Linked DNA regions of Astyanax mexicanus: region 2 is linked to region 1. Evidence: chromatin contacts called from public Hi-C data. All regions are on one chromosome and are shown on one strand. The core of a region is the stretch at or near the end of the contact, and the rest is flanking DNA. Distances in the headings are between cores, read along the strand shown.

What was found. A called contact is a pair of places that touch in the nucleus more often than the background predicts.
Region 2: a Hi-C map of muscle shows a contact between it and region 1, with 11 times the contacts expected there. The contact joins the enhancer-like site here to the promoter of utrn in region 1. A contact is called at or near these places in 2 of 3 Hi-C or Micro-C datasets (both in muscle).

Annotation. Positions count from the first base shown.
Region 1 is chr13:12,695,045-12,700,346 of AstMex3_surface, forward strand. utrn (utrophin) reads left to right here and starts at 2,936. Exons shown (of 77, transcript XM_049463002.1): 1 at 2,936-3,366. It overlaps trnal-uaa (transfer RNA leucine (anticodon UAA)), which reads left to right and starts at 834; the gene lies at 834-916.
Region 2 is chr13:12,801,423-12,806,724 of AstMex3_surface, forward strand. utrn (utrophin) reads left to right here. Exons shown (of 77, transcript XM_049463002.1): 24 at 330-443; 25 at 2,204-2,359; 26 at 2,624-2,794; 27 at 4,027-4,206; 28 at 4,373-4,507. Among protein-coding and RNA genes, the nearest start is that of utrn, 110 kb to the left of the region's middle. Within about 2 kb of position 2,714, the one cell type or tissue checked has an H3K27ac peak away from gene starts, as active enhancers do.

The DNA.
Region 1 (5,302 bases), core at 1,686-4,185:
TTCTTCCTTTTATTTATGTGCTTCCTTTAATTTTTATTCACATCTCGTTTTTTTAAGTGCATTAAATTTATATTATTGCTCCTCTTTTTATAAAAGTATATCAGCTTTTATTATATTATTTTGCTTAATGTTTTATTTATTTTATTATTTTTTTATATGCTGTAAACTCTCGCAACTTCTAGGAGACTTGAGATGTCTGGTAATTAGAGTTTAAACGCTTTTAAAACGATGTATTCTGTACTAGCGCATTTGATGTTTATCTGTGTTGAGAAAATTATATATATTTTCCAGTAAAGAAAGATCAAAACATTTATAAACTGTGAATTTGCTCAACTGGTCCATATGAACCCATTCATTTTGGTCTCACTCAGGAGCGCCCCCTGTTGGACCGATAAACCAGGAAGAGAGTCTGAAGTGGGTGATCTCCGCTCTAGAGCTTCTCTGATGTAGCCAGTAAAGCTAACGCTAGGCTAGTAAACAAACTCTCAAACTCTATTTTTAGCACAGGGTTTTTTAAGACAGAGCACTCTGCTCTTGTTTTAGAGTAATTTAGGTTTTCTCTTTGCTTTTTCTCTGTTAAGAGTGTCCATACTGTAGAATAAGCAAGTCAACACTGTTATTCTGTTGGCGCGCGAGAGTGTTTATGGTGTATGGAGCTCGTGAACGCTAAGAGCTGATTTGAAGCTCCGACTTGACATTTCCATATAAGGAAATGATTCTGCCCTTGTCTCATTCTGTGTGTCATTCCATTCGGTGTGTCATTCTATGCTTTATTTATTAAATGTATCAGCATTTCTTTAAAGGACCTTGTGCTACAGAAGCCGTATACGTTTACCAGGATGGCCGAGTGGTTAAGGCGTTGGACTTAAGATCCAATGGACATATGTCCGCGTGGGTTCGAACCCCACTCCTGGTAAATAATTTTTTATTCATTTTAATCCACATTTAAACAGTAGCAGAAGTGAAACCACTGATTTTGGATTTTTGGTTGTTCATTTGATCATAAAATACTAGTCTTTGCCATAAGAAACTGGCTTCAACTATAAGAAGCTGGTCTTAAACTGAGCTTTTCAGATTAGCAGGGACTTTTTAAATGTAAATAAGACGCTCACACACTGCCTCCTATTGGTAGGTCAACGTTATTACACTCAGCCTTCAGTGTACCTAGTTGCTGCATGTAGAAACAGACGTACTGAAACATGGGATTTTTATAGAAGGGTTTCAAAAAACTTGATTAAATCTTAAATGATCATAATCTTCGTATACAACCTATTTTATTATCTGTTATTTTTAACCAAATAAACGCTAATTATGCAATAAAGGTACATGTATATGTGTTTATTATGATCAAGTGCTATGACCAATATATCACGGTAGTACGTAGTTGTAGTGTACATTTAAATATTTTACATATTAAATATTTTATATAACATATAGAGCTAAATGTATTGCAATTCTGTGACATTGAATGTGTATTGTTTTGAAAATAAACGATTAAAAAAGTATTATCATGTTACTGTGTTCTTTCTTTTATCACATGAAACTTTACCGAAAATGATTTTATTTTATATAGTAAGTAATATTCAGTATAAATCACGTAAACATGGTTTTATTTTAGTTTGAAATGCATCAATTATTGAAGGTACACGTTTCTGAAAAATCATTGATTTAAAATGTGGAATGTATAAATAGATCAAATTTCCAACAAAGAAATAAATAATGTTTTAATCCATTGACAAAAATCAGCCTATGAAAATTTAACTGGTCTGCATACTGTCTGCGTCTGAGCCTGTTAGCTTTTAGTATGAGGATTAAGTGTCTTTTACTTAGTATTATTCCATGTCTTACTGCAAGAGACTCCTCAATATCACCATCATTTATTCCGAGATTAAAATAAAAAGAAACCAGTGTACTTTCCATTTTTGTACTAAAGATTATCCTTGATTTAGAGCTTTGGTGTAATATTCAGTCTTCTTCATGGGCATTAATTTACAAAAAAATCAGGGTTTATTATTATCTGGCTGCTGATTAATTATCCATTCCCATAAGTCATGGCCACGACTTAATTATCTCATTCACACACCTTCATGATCTCATTCCCACACGTTAGGATCTTGTTAACCTTAATAGGTTGTTAATTAGGTTGTTTAATAAGTCATGGCCACACCATAGGATAAGATCCTATGGTGTGGCCAGGACTTATTAAGGCGTGGGAATGATATCCTAATATGATTCTAATAGGTTGTGGCCACAATTTTCTTATTCAAACGCCTTATTATCTAATTCCCACATATTAGGATCTCATTCCCACTCCTTAATAAGTTGTGGCCACAATTTTCTCATTCACATGCCTTTATTATCTCATTCCCATGCATTAGGATCTCATTCCCAGGGCTTAATAAGTCCCAGACACGCATTAGGTTCTCGTTCACCTGCTTAATATGTCATAGCCACAACTTAATTTTCTCATTCACATGCCTTAATTTTCTCATTTCCATGAATTATGATCTCATTCCCATGCCTTATTAAGTCATGGCCACAACTTAATTATATCATTATCACGTATTAGGATCTAATTCCCATGCCTTAATAAGTCGTGGCCACACATTATTATTATTATTATTATTATTATTATTATTATTATTATTATTATTATTATTATTATTTATTTATTTTATTTTTTTTAGCGTGATTGCACCTATGGTGCTTCGTGTGTTACAGTATCAGTGTACAGTAAACAGCTGGGACACAGCCTGCATGTACTGAATGAATGGGTGACGGGAACGCGCGTGGACGCGCCCGTGGAGCACACCGGCAGTCACGTGACGAGGCGCGCGCGCGCCATGTTTCCAGTTCTTTTTTTCTGTTATTTCAGTGGGCGGCGCGGAGAGAAGGAGGAGGATGAGGGAGGAGTAGAGGGGGGGGGAGTGTAACACTGGGAACAAAGTTCAGCGCACACACAAGTTTCAGCAGCGCTTCTCCGCTCAGGAGTTCACACAGAAACTCTGATCCACTACTATCACTATTATCACTACTATCACTACTACTGACCCACCGCTGCGGGATTACAGCCTCAACTCTCCGGATTAATCACACTTTCAGACCGGAGCACATTCTGATCCTCCTCCTCAAACAGTGAGGAAAAGCGCTGAATGCAGAAGTGGAGCGCAGACGTGGAGGAGGAGGAGGGAGCGCTCAGTACTCAGTGAGCTCTGGAGCTCTGGAAATGGCCTCAAACCCACCCGAACACGCTTAAAATGACTCAGTGAGATCTCACACTCCCGCTTCAGCTGCTGCTCCTCTAACGCTGCTGACCTGTTGAGTCGCATGGGAGACTCTGACTGAGACTCGGCAGCAGCACTGAAGGTAAGACCGCGTGTGTTTGTTTGGTTTCAGTCTTTAACTTAACCTAAATAACTCAGTTTAAAAAGAAAACATTAAACAAAAATCAGGATAAACATGTTTGTTTGATCAATAATGAGCGTTAAACCCAAACAGCGCGAGCAAATGAAGGTTATTGAAAGAGTTTCTCAGAACTTTTCTTTTCAGTGCTCCAAGTCATTAAGTTACATATTGGCGGTTTCCATCAACCACTCTAAACAGAGGTGCTCCACTAAACACTGCTGACCAGGGTTCTCCATGAAACACTGTTCATGGCTGTTGATTTGGGTTCTGCATCCACTTAATGGAAAACCCAAGTCAACTGGGTTTAATGGAGAACCCAAGATAGCAAATCCAGGGTTTTGTGGAAAGCCTAAGGCAGCAGAGCCAGTGTTTTATGTAGAACCCAAGGCAGCAGAGCCGGTGTTGCATGGAGAACCCATAGCAGCAGAGCCAGTGTTTCATGGAGAACCCATAGCAGCAGAGCCAGTGTTTCATGGAGAACCCATAGCAGCATTGCCAGTGTTTCATGGAGAACCCATAGCAGCAGAGCCAGTGTTTTATGTAGAACCCATAGCAGCATTGCCAGTGTTTCATGGAGAACCCATAGCAGCAGAGCCAGTGTTTCATGGAGAACCCATAGCAGCAGAGCCAGTGTTTCATGGAGAACCCATAGCAGCAGAGCCAGTGTTTCATGGAGAACCCATTGCAGCAGAGCCCAGTGTTTTATGTAGAACCCATAGCAGCATTGCCAGTGTTTCATGGAGAACCCATAGCAGCAGAGCCAGTGTTTTATGTAGAACCCATAGCAGCATAGCCAGGGTTTCATGGAGAACCCATAGCAGCAGAGCCAGTGTTTTATGTAGAACCCATAGCAGCATAGCCAGGGTTTCATGGAGAACCCATAGCAGGATAGCCAGTGTTTTGTGGAAAGCCCAAGGCAGCAGCGCAAGTGTTTCATGGCGAACCCATAGTAGCAGAGCCAGTGTTTCATGGAGAACCCATAGTAGCAGAGCCAGTGTTTCATGGAGAACCCATAGTAGCAGAGCCAGTGTTTCTGCTTTGGGTCTTCATTAAACCCAGATGGGTTTTCAGATAAACACTGCTAACAGGTTTCCATTAAACACTGGCTCATGTCTTGGGTTCTTCATCTACATAATCTTCACATCTGTAGTGAAGACATGTTTAAGAAGCCTAGGATCTTCTACCTACATATGTGTGACTGTCTACTATAATTACTTTTTAGGAGAATGTTATGTTTAGGAGAATGAACACAGTCAACCATCACAACATTCCGGAAAATTGGCCTAGGAATTTGGGTTCTATATTAAGCAGTGAGGTTCTTTATTAACTTAAAATGTGACCCATGGTGTTCCCATGAATACTTAGTAATTAAGAAAATTAGGAGAAGAAATGTAAAATAAACGTATAAAATTAGCCCAGGTTCCATAGAATGAAACACTTTCGACAGAGGTTCTCAAGTAAACATTGCTGCGTTGGGTTCTCCGTGAAACACTGGCTGCTGCTGCCTTAGGATTAAATAAGATTTGTTTGCTTGGATTCTCTATTTAACAGTGACTGTTGACTTAAGTTCTTCTTCCACTTCACGTGTGACAAATGTTTCCAATGAATAATTAATTTATTAACTTTTAAAAGAATAAATGTAGTAATAAACCATTAAAACTTCTATTCACCTAGGGTACATAAATTAAAACAATCTTGACAGATGTACTCTTGTAAATGTTGCCGCCTTGGGTTCTTCGTGAAACACTGGCTCTGCTGCCTTGGGTTCACCATAACACCCAGTTTACTTGTATGCTCAGTTAAACACTACTAACTTTTTTTTTATTTTTTTTTTATATATATATAAAACACTGGCTCATGACTTGGGTTTGTTTATCCACTTAATGTTCACACATGT
Region 2 (5,302 bases), core at 1,464-3,963, 110 kb after region 1:
AAGTTTGTTATGACTTGATGAGAAATTAATAGAAGATAGCACTTTGGGGTCTAAACATGCAGGTCATACAAAGAAAGTAAATATTTTATTTTACTGTGCATACTATGAATATTTACACTTCATAATTACTCTGGGTCCAGATTTTAGCTAGCTAAAAATAACTAAAAAACTAAAAAATTACATTTCTATGTGCTTAGAGCTAATCATATCTAGTGATCAAAAAGAAACAACTTGATGTAGTTGCAATGTGATTGTTGTCAGCAGTGTCATAAATAACTCCTTTTTTGTGTTTGTTGATTGCTGTATTAATGTGCTCTCACTGTATTCAGGTCCAGAGTCAGGAGGTGACTCGATGGCTGGACGCTGTGGAGGAGCTTTTATCCAGGGACTCTGGATCACTCAGCCAGAGCAGAAAGCTACAGGAAGAACTTAACCAGTACAAGGTCAGTGCTCAAACTGATCCACACACTTAGCAAAATCATGAGATGAGCAGTATGTTGATTGTTCATAGTCAAGTTTAATGAGTGATAGTTCAGGTGTGGTTTAGGAGCACCCATACTTGTATGTGTTGTCTGTTGTGAGGTGTTGTCGATGTGTTCATGGCAAGGCAACATTATATATTTGGAGTTTGAGTGAGGCTGTTGCAAACTCAACCTGTTTAGTTCCTAAACGCGTAGGGACATATCCCGGTTCACATGGGTGTATTAAACTGAAGAGTTTGATATAATACAAAAAACAATTGCATACCTAAGAAACAGTATATTTGAGTAATGCCATAGAAGTACTAGCTTTCTATAAAGAACCCTGTTTACAATAGAGATACATGGAAGACTATGCAGAACATGTAGAACCTTTTTTAGGTATAAAAACCCATTTCTTCACACTCCCAATCATCTCTGTTCCAAACATGGTTCTTTCTTTATATTACTCCTAGAAACATTTGAAGCTCAAAGAGTAGAAATACCCTTTAGGACAGACCTGGGCATTGTTCAGCCCGCGGGCCACAACCGGCCCTCTGGCTATCTGACCAGCTTGCCTGAGATTCTTGGTAAATTAAATGGAAAAAATAAATCTGTCACAACAAAAACTAGCATGCATGTCTAAACAGTGTATTACGAGTGCTGCATGGACAGCGGAGGAGCAGAGGCTGAAAATGGAACAGAAACTAATTTTATAGCTAAAAATAAATCATAATTTTCCAGTTTTAATAATCCAATATACAACAGAAACACAACTACCTATCTGTAGAACAGTGTAACATTTTAGAAATGTTTCTATAAACATCCTATAAAGTTCTATAAACTAAATATAATGTCCTATAAAATAAGCAAATCGAATGATTATTAAATCATAACCGCTGAACATTGTGTAACAGTCTTAATTGTGTTCATTATGTATGTTTCCAGTAATAATACTGAAAAATTCTTAAGGATCTCTTTCTCATGTATTCCAGATCTGTGTTGCAAGTGATATTACTGTATCCTTTTAGAGTAATGGGTTACCAAACTATCTGTACAAAATCTATATTCAGTTGTTTATAAAACATATTTAACAATGGTGTGCTGTTCTTCACGTTTCCACACTTTTTCAGATATTCAGTCTGACTTTGCACTTATCCAAACCCAAAACAGGCTAGAACTGAGGCAAAACAAACATGCAAATGCATTTATTGCGTTTTTTTTTTTTTTTGTATAAAGTTACATTTTCATTGCATTGCTGTAGTGTTTCATTTACAGTTTTTTATTAAGTTAAATCAATGTTAAAACAATGAAAATATATATGGATTTCTAAACTGAACCACCACGTTAATGAATCACGTTAATGAATATTTTTTTTTTATAAACAACTGTAAATGAAAGAGTTATTATAAATGCTGTATAGGCCTACTGTGTATATATATATATATATATATATGTATTGTGCAGAACTGAAATAAGTATATTAGTTCGGCCCTCTAAAACCGTTGCAATGTCTCATGAGGCCCTTTGGGAAAATGAATTGCCCACCCCTGGCGCGTTAAGAGGTTAAGCTTAATTATTAATGAATTAATTAATTGAACATTGCTTATTGTTTGGGTATCATATTGCTTCCATTACCAGTTCTTTTCTTATAACACCAGTGCTAAACTAAAAAAAAACATCTTCAGGCATTAGGTAAGTTTATATATGACTGTACATATTTTATCTTCTCTCCATCTTCATAGGAATGTATGGGAGAGATGGAGACGGTGGAGTCTTCTTTGAAACAAATGGGAGAAAACGTTGCAGCGGTGCAGCAGAGTGCAGTATCAGGACTGGCCACGTGGGGGCAGGAGGAGCTCGATGGGAGACAGAAACGTTGGGAGACGCTCAGCAAAGAGGTGAGGAAGAGCATGGCCTGTCACTGCAGTACTTTCATTTCTGTCCATCTGTCAATCACTGATGCCATCAGTGGATCTGCTGAGAATAGACACTGTGATCATGCAGTTACACCATATTTGCATGATTTTGCATGTTTTTGAGAAACCATGGAGAAATCCTTAGAATGCATGAAAAAAGAGTATTTTTGGATTTTTCTACTGTTCAGAAAATCTGCAAAATGTCACATGACCGTTCTTTTACCTCTCTGAAACTTGGTTGAGCAGTTGCTGAAGCAGCAGGAGCAGGTGAGTGAAAGTCAGGAGAGAGCGCTGAACCTGAGGAAGGACCTGGTGGAGATGCGAGAGTGGATGACGCAGGTGGATGAGGAGTTCCTCATGAGAGATTTTGAGTACAAGAGCCCGGAGGAACTGGAGGAGGCTCTGCAAGAGATGAAGGTATGAAAACACTGACGGGGGGAGGGCAGCATCACTCAGGGTTTCGGGGTTAGAGCTTGAGAGATGCCTTGTTTAAAGATATCTCAGCCTTAAAGGTTTACAGAGGAGAAAACACTGTTCCTTCACTCCTACTGCACCCACTTCCTGCTGCTGGTCATGGGGATCAAACCTGTAACCAGTCATTCCCAAGCCTGCGTGTGTTTATCCAATCAGAACATTGGGATCTGACAGCAGAGTACAGCTCTGCTATCTGGTGGGCGGGGTTTAAACCAACACAAAATGAATCACTGTCTACCACCAATATGTACATGTTAACTAATTATTAAAATTTTAAAACTACACTGTAAAAAAATTAAGCACTGGTTAAATGTAATAAAAATAAACTAATCGATCACACAAAATTTGTTATTGGCTCAATATATAAAAAAATGGATTAAAAAATTTATTCACTTTTTACTCTGTGCAAGCTATTGTTTTAGATTGGAACAATTCAATTATTTTTAATTGTCACGAATAAAAAAAAAATATATTGTCTTTATTAATGCAACACAAATAGTCAATTTAATTTAATGCGAAATCTTGACCTTAATGCAACTATTTTTTTAATATTAAAGTGACTGATTATTTTACATTGGCTCAAAAAAAAAAAAATAAAATGGCTGTTACTACTTTAAACTAACTATAAAAAAATGCATAATGACCACTCAGTACACATAGTTTTTGAACATATATTTATTGTTTTAAGCACTGAACTTCGAAATAGCTTTAACAGCAATAATGGGAGACAAATACAGGAGCTTCTAAATCTAAATAAATATAAAGAACTAGCTATATAAATATAAAAGACATATATACAATTCCAATTGTAACTGTCTTTATACACAGTGGAGGAACAGGGAGGAACAAATATTAGAGTCCAAAACACATGTGTTTTAAAAATTGTTACAGTATTGCAAAACTAAAAAAAAAATCATGATGCTTCAATATGTTCAATATATCGTACATCCTTCAGTTTAAATATGCCCAGTACATTTGATATTTTAATGATATATTGCAATATTGAAATACATATTGCAGACAATGTTAATAATACATCACAAAGTCATGCAGCCCTTTCTAATGCATTTTAATGACCAACATCTTGTATATGTTTGGGTGTCAGAATGGCATGAAAAATGTTTGTCTACAGGTGATTTACCTCTTTACATCTGTTTATTTTGGTTTTATTATAGAGGGCTAAAGAGGATGTGCTACAGAAGGAGGTGCGAGTGAAGATTTTGAAGGACAGTATTAATGTGTTAATGAGTAAAGCGCCCCCTGGTGGTCAGGACCTGAGCGGTGAGCTGACTGAGGTGCTGAAGAACTACCACAAACTGTGTGATCGCTTCAAGAGCAAGTGCCACACACTCGAGGTACGATATGATACAGTTTGACAGTTCTAGATGTTTCTGTGTGTTTGTAGAAGAATAGCAGCTGATGTGTGTGTCTGTGTGTGTGTTTGTGTGTGTGTGTGTGTGTGTGTGTGTGTGTGTGTGTGTGTGTGTGTGTGTGTGTGTGTGTGTGTGTGTGTGTGTGCAGGAGGTGTGGTCGTGCTGGATTGAGCTTCTGCAGTATCTAGATGTGGAGTCTGGCTGGTTGAACAGTCTGGAGGAGAACTTGCAGGCTGCGGAGAACCTGCCGGAGAACACTGAAGCTGTCAACCAGGCACTGGAGGTACACCAAAATCACCCACCTTTACACACATCAGATTATGCTGGTTTGAAGGACCATTACAGATTATATTTTCAGTAGTAAATGATAAAATGATCAGGATGTATCATGAAATATTAAGGAAACATGTTAAATGAAAGCAATGGCAGCTCTTGTCAACCTATTTGGACTGTGAAGTCCATCCCGGGTATCTGTGTTGGTTTTGTCTTCTGACTTCGCCTGCTACTCGTTTCCCAACACAAAATTTACCCCCGAGTTTGTCCATACACAACAGTGAGCGAGTGGTGTTGCAGCATGGAAGCTACTAAGCATGCTGGTTCAGCTAAAACCTTAGCTGCTACACAGCCTAAAAAGCCTTAGCACGTCTTAGAAAAATTTAGTGACCAAAAAAGGAATAAAACAAGAGTAAATGTTACCAGTGAGTTCGAAAGTTTCTCTGCCCAGTCTAAACAGTTTATTACTAGGACCTGTAAAGTAGTATCTCCAGCTTTGGGGTGTGTATTTTTGCAGTATAAAAGGCTTGGCTTAGGCTAACACAGCTAGTGGTGCATAAAGCTACGTTAGCTAACTACTGATAAAGTTCACATGAGCCGGTTTAAAATGTACCAACAATAATAACACTCCAAACATATTTATTAGCTGACTAAATTACAGAGAATGACTCGTCGTTGTTTGCCATAGTAGAAGTTACTGAACTAGTCTTGCTCTAGGTTGTGTAGATTGTATAGATGTCTCCTCAACTTGGCAACCCGAGTGAGCTTTGAGTCTGGGGAGGGGTGGGCAGGGCAGACAACTCTC